Linked DNA regions of Mus musculus: region 2 is linked to region 1. A link is a contact called in public Hi-C data. All regions are on one chromosome and are shown on one strand. The core of a region is the stretch at or near the end of the contact, and the rest is flanking DNA. Distances in the headings are between cores, read along the strand shown. Region 1 overlaps Rapgef6 (Rap guanine nucleotide exchange factor (GEF) 6). Region 2 overlaps Rapgef6 (Rap guanine nucleotide exchange factor (GEF) 6).

What was found. A called contact is a pair of places that touch in the nucleus more often than the background predicts.
Region 2: a contact with region 1 is called in a Hi-C map of the 63-12 cell line, with 3 times the contacts expected there. The contact joins two enhancer-like sites. A contact is called at or near these places in 1 of 15 datasets of contacts at CTCF or cohesin (pro-B cells), 17 of 484 Hi-C or Micro-C datasets (the 63-12 cell line, the Ba/F3 cell line, the C10 cell line and 11 more) and 1 of 115 datasets of contacts at active chromatin or transcription factors (the 230-238 cell line).

What each region holds. Positions count from the first base shown.
Region 1 is chr11:54,566,683-54,569,697 of GRCm38.p6, reverse strand. It overlaps Rapgef6 (Rap guanine nucleotide exchange factor (GEF) 6), which reads right to left. Exons shown (of 29, transcript NM_001252494.1): 6 at 1,202-1,345. Among named protein-coding and RNA genes, the nearest start is that of Rapgef6, 45 kb to the right of the region's middle. Within about 2 kb of position 1,522, at least 26 of the 459 cell types and tissues checked have an H3K27ac peak or open chromatin away from gene starts, as enhancers often do. A contact at or near this core is called in the 63-12 cell line, where this site is marked.
Region 2 is chr11:54,681,237-54,684,491 of GRCm38.p6, reverse strand. It overlaps Rapgef6 (Rap guanine nucleotide exchange factor (GEF) 6), which reads right to left. Exons shown (of 29, transcript NM_001252494.1): 25 at 466-600. Among named protein-coding and RNA genes, the nearest start is that of Cdc42se2, 100 kb to the left of the region's middle. Within about 2 kb of position 1,956, at least 3 of the 459 cell types and tissues checked have an H3K27ac peak or open chromatin away from gene starts, as enhancers often do. A contact at or near this core is called in the 63-12 cell line, where this site is marked.

The DNA of each region.
Region 1 (3,015 bases), core at 273-2,772:
TAAAAAATTTAAAATAGTCATTGTATATAATAAGGTAAAAGACAGTTTAATTAGTAACAGGAAATTCATATACATATAATGTATATGTATGTACGTGTACACACACACACACACACACACACACACACACACACACACACACACAGAGATGATATACCAGGTAAAGGGCTCTCAAGACAGGGTTTCCTCTGTGTATACCTGGCTGTCCTCAAACTCACAGAGATCCATCTGCCTTTGTCTCCGGAGTGCTGGAATTAAAGGTGTGGGCCACTACTGCCCAGTAATAAACTGTGTATTTAAAAAGAAACTGTTTCTCTGTGTGGCTCCAGTATTAGTTGCAAATTTTGGAACCAGTATGTTTATTTTCAGAAACAGAACACATTCTATTAATGAAATTAGGCAAATGTGACAGACTCTTTAAAGCTGCCTTGAATCCTATTCTTATTTTAGTAAGCCAATTTCCTGACTATCCTCTTCTACCCTGCCATATAATGAGAGCATTTCTTTCCTGAAAACGAAAGCAACAGACTCTTGTCAGTTTCTGCAACCAACTCTCCCATCTCTCTAATACTGTCACTTAAAACTCAGACCAAAGGAGGACAGCTGTAGGGATGCCCATGGGCCTATTCTTCAAATTATTTCATTTCTCAGTCTAAAAAGATGTTATCTGCAACAACAGAGTTAAAAAAAAAAAAAAAAAGACTTCTAAAGCAACAGCTTCCTTTCTCTAGCTTTAACAAAGTTCAATGTTTCATTTGCTTCTTTACTTTAATACACATTTCTACACTAGTGCCTGTTTTTATGAGTGACTAACAGTCCTGCAGGCCAAGGAGAACTGCCATGGTTTTCTTTCTTTTGTTATTTTTTCCATCATATTAAGTTTTCCCATTAGTCGACTGCCTGAGTTCTCAGATTTAATTTACATCCTAATTCAGTCACTACAAAGGCAAGAAAATTCACAAATTTATGTACTAAGCTACCACAAATACTTATTTTGGTTAATTACTCTAAGTAAAACTAAAGCTAAAGCAAAATTCCCACAGATAAGAAAATTTCTAGTTAATCCAACAGTCAAGTAGTAATGTTTTTAAAAACTGTTTATTTTACCATAACTTTTACATGTAGAGACCAAAAACCACTTAAATTAAAGACATTTTATGTGAAAATCAAGGATCCATAAAAAAGTCTGACATATACTCACCGAAAGGTAGTTATTAATATCCACTCCATCTATTATGGTTTGGCGTTCTCCTTTATAGTTAATTTTCCGAAACCTTCGTCGAGACTGTCTGGCAGGAATTTCTCTTTGTAAAATACTGTCTTCATTATCTTTGGAATTCTCTACCTGAAATACATGTTCAGATTCCTGATTAAATATCCAGTTTTTCCATCTTTCAGACAGTCTATGAAGTCTTAAAAGGCTCATAAGGAAGCTTCATTTATTCCTGCCAAGAATGTGCCTGAAGAAACAGTCTGTACAAGGCAATGTTCTGAGTTGAAAGAGATTAAAGACAATGTTTTTATAAAGAACTAGAGACCACAGTTTCCTTCCAGGAAACTGTCTGTCTTGAGCACATAAACATATCCGTCTAAGTAAAGTCTCTTACCAGAAATGAAGGCTGTTAGCTACACCTACACATTCAATAATTATGACTTGGATGTTAGTCTAATTACAAACTGCCTTATTATGCATTTACTTTACTTACCAAACAATCATGGCTATCATTTTAGTGAACTACTGAAAAGCAAAACAAAATTACTCTATTATTTGATAGAAACTTTTTTTGTCCACCTTAATGCATAACAACATCAGTAAGGATGGCAACTTTAAAAACAACAGAGAAGCTGTTATACAGCCCACTTAAAATAGACATATTATATATATGTGTGTGTGTGTGTGTGTGTGTGTGTGTGTGTATGTATATATATATATATTTTTAAAAAATCTACAACATTATCTCTAGGTAAAAAAACAAAATGAAACCCCCAAGGACTAGTATCTTTCCAGGTCACAAGAGTGACCCTTACTAAAGGTGAGCTGGCAGGACTATCTAATTGCAAAACCTGTAATCTTGACGTAAGACTGCTATCCAATTACAGAGTATATATCACTACTATAAAAACTAACAATATCGCCGGGCAGTGGTGGCACGCCTTTAATCCCAGCACTTGGGAGGCAGAAGCAGGCAGATTTCTGAGTTCGAGGCCAGCCTGGTCTACAAAGTGAGTTCCAGGACAGCCAGGGCTATACAGAGAAACCCTGTCTCGAAAAAACAAAACAAAAAAACCAACCCCCACAAACAAATAAAAAAAAGTTATTTTAAAAAACAATATTTTAAAAAAGATTTATTTTTCACTTATATGCCCATATGTGTATATGTCTGAGTGAGTCAATACTACACATGTGCTGGTACCTAGGGAGACCAGAAGAGGACATGGGATTCCCTGGAGCTGTGAGAAGCTCTATGTGGGTGCTGGGAACCAAACCTGAGTCCTCTCTAAGAACATTCTCTTCAGCTCTCTAAACTTAAATCTTTGTTCAAACGTATATTGTTAAGTTCTAAATTATACTTTATAACTAACCTAACATAGAAATTATTTTTTTTCCTCTACAACTACTTTTCCTACTAATATCACATCTCTCTGCTATCACAAAATATGCTTTAGGCAATGAATTAAGCAATTCAGTCAACAATCAATTTCCAGCTCCATGCTCATCTTCCAAAGACCAGATCCATTTCTCAGGAGGTCAATATTGTTTGTACATGTCCCTTTCCTAACACCTTTTCTTTTTTTTTTTCTTCCCTGAGACAGGGTTTCTCTGTGTAGCCTTGGCTGTCCTGAAACTCACTTTGTAGACCAGGCTGGCCTCAAACTCAGAAATCCACCTGCCTCTGCCTCCCAAGTGCTGGGATTAAAGGTGTGCACCACTACCGCCCAGCCACCTTTTCTTTTAACAGTATCATCACCATCCCTTACCTGAGTTTTAATCACTTCAGTCTTATAATACATCAA
Region 2 (3,255 bases), core at 707-3,206, 110 kb before region 1:
TTTCTTTTCCTATACTTTGTACTTGAACAAAATCAAAACAAAATGCTTTTTTGGGAGCTGGGTTTCAGGCCTTGAACTTTTTATGCAGTCAATAACAACCCTGACCCCCTGGACTCCTCTTCCTAAGTGCTGGTGTGCACCATCACACCCAGTGTAAATACAATTTCTTATAGAATTTTATTTGCAAATTTTCCACAGAGATGCTCACTTATATGAAACTGGAAGGATGGTACTGAGCACTGGCACAGAGCAAAACAACTGTGATTTACGCTCTCATTTCTACCCATGCTTGCCCTCTTTCAAACAGCCAAGGATCATGACTTGAGTACTGGAGTCCTAGTTACTTAGTAACACCTGAAAAACTAGGCCTTAGCATTTTCATCTTTCAGGCTTACAGACTGAAAGCAAGCTGTGCTGAAGTGTTATCAGGTCTGAGAAGAGTTAATGGGAAACATTCCTTCTTACCTTTGCGTGGGGAGTTCTGAGGAGATGCAGGAGGGCTAGAGTGCAGAGAGGACGCTACAGAAATAGTGTCTTCTGTGTGTTTCTTAACACTCACTTCCTCAGTTGGTCCTAAACCTTTCTGAGGTAAACTTGTACCTAAAAAATGAATAAACAAACAAATAAGCAAATCAGAAACATTTTACAATGAAAACAGACGTAGTTGTCTAAATCATTAAGTAAAGACAGTGGCTGGTATAGTCAATCAAGACATTTAAGTGCAGTTTGGGACTTAAGTGTCTGGGAAATATCATACAGGCCTCATCTCTATGTAACTTGTTCAACCTCACAGATGGCCAGCACAGCCCAGATTAATAAGGCAATTTGCTTTGTGGTATGGTATCTTAACCCTCACAATTATGTGGGGTGCAGGTACTGTCACCACCTGAGTTGCATCTCTGCTGTGGGTGCACATGAGGCTGCCAGGCCAGCCCTTTTCAAGAGCACTAAGTTCCTATTACAGAACAAAAGTAAGCAACAGACAGGAAAATTATATGGCACTCCTAAAACCATTCTTGGGAAGTTCTATCCTTCACTAACTAGCTCTGAGCATAGGTGAGATTCAGAAACAGTCCCAGCCCACTCACTCACTACATAGCTCCTAGGAAGTCACTCACTCACTACATAGCTTCTAGGAAGTCACTCACTCACTACATAGCTTCTAGGAAGCCACTCACTCACTACATAGCTTCTAGGAAGTCACTCACTCACTACATAGCTCCTAGGAAGCCACTCACTCACTACATAGCTTCTAGGAAGTCACTCACTCACTACATAGCTTCTAGGAAGTCACTCACTCACTACATAGCTTCTAGGAAGCCACTCACTCACTACATAGCTTCTAGGAAGTCACTCACTCACTACATAGCTTCTAGGAAGTCACTCACTCACTACATAGCTTCTAGGAAGTCACTCACTCACTACATAGCTTCTAGGAAGTCACTCACTCACTACATAGCTTCTAGGAAGTCACTCACTCACTACATAGCTTCTAGGAAGTCACTCACTCACTACATAGCTTCTAGGAAGTCACTCACTCACTACATAGCTTCTAGGAAGTCACTCACTCACTACATAGCTCCTAGGAAGTCACTCACTCACTACATAGCTTCTAGGAAGTCACTCACTCACTACATAGCTTCTAGGAAGTCACTCACTCACTACATAGCTTCTAGGAAGTCACTCACTCACTACATAGCTTCTAGGAAGTCACTCACTCACTACATAGCTTCTAGGAAGTCACTCACTCACTACATAGCTTCTAGGAAGTCACTCACTCACTACATAGCTTCTAGGAAGTCACTCACTCACTACATAGCTTCTAGGAAGTCACTCACTCACTACATAGCTTCTAGGAAGTCACTCACTCACTACATAGCTTCTAGGAAGTCACTCACTCACTACATAGCTTCTAGGAAGTCACTGAGCTCCAGATTACTCTCTACCCGGAGCAAGGACAACCGTGGTGACGAGCTGGTACACTCACAGCAGTCTTCTGAAAAGACTCACACCAGCTGGGCTCTCCTGCATCTGGATTTGCTCGACTCGTTCCCACAACCACCTCATGTTCAAGTATGGCTCCACCGCCCACCTTCTCCCCCTCCTCTTTCTCCTTCCATCTCTCTTTCCTTGTCTCCTTCTGTCACTCTCTTAACAGATATGTAATTCAAGCTGGTCTCAAACTTGTAGCCTGGATTAACACTGAACGTGCAATCCCCCTGTTTCAGTCTCCCAAGTGCTAGAATTAGAGGGGTGTACAGCATGTAAGATTTCAAATCTTTTTAGTGGTTTCCCAGTGACAAATTTTGGTTGTCACCTTTATAATCTGGACATATTTATGACTATACTTCTCATATCCTTGGGAGGCTGTTTAGTCTGGTAGTTAAAAAGCAGTACTTTAGAGCCAACCAGCTTAGGATCACCTGCCAGACTGGTTATGTCCTGGCACTGTGCACATTACTAAGAATCCATGTAGAATGAGGCTGTCTCATTCTATCATCTCACCTCATAGGATATTATGAAGACCAAGTAAATATATAAAGTTAACAAAGATGGACTGTGTCTGAAACTCAGTATTAAATGTGAGCTTCAAATGCATGGGTGTGTATGCATGCTGCTGGGAGTCGGGTGAGCTTTGAGTACACTAGTCAAGCACTTAACTACCAAGTCAAAACCCAAAACCCTGACTTTCAGTTACTGTCTCTTAACATGCATGCAGTTTGTAGTGAACCAAAGTATCTGTAGCTCCTTACACATTACCCCCGACTTTGTTAAAGGCTTCTCTTGTTTTTTTCTTTTAATGTACTGTGTTAGCACACACATAATAAAGAAGTAATCTGTGTCTATAATGACACTAGATTGAAACCCTGGTCATTTTTTAAAATTCAATTCTGTATTTTCACATCAAATCAAATTAAAATCACATACTTCTACTAAGCATATACTATGTATTAATACATGGACCATGTTAATAATACCAGCAAACGAAGGTAATCTAGCTTCACATATAAAAACGGAAATAGAGATACTGTTAAAACACCAAATAAAGGTAATTCCAATGATGTCTATATGGCTCAAGGGGGAAAACAGAGCTATAGATTATATTTATGTTATTTTATGTTTAAAAACTTTTTTAGATTTATTATTTTATGTGTATAAATGTTTTGCCTGCATGTATGTGTGCCACATGTATGCCTGATGCCCACAGAGGTCAGAGAGGCATTTGATCCCCTGGAACTGGAGTCACAGATGGTT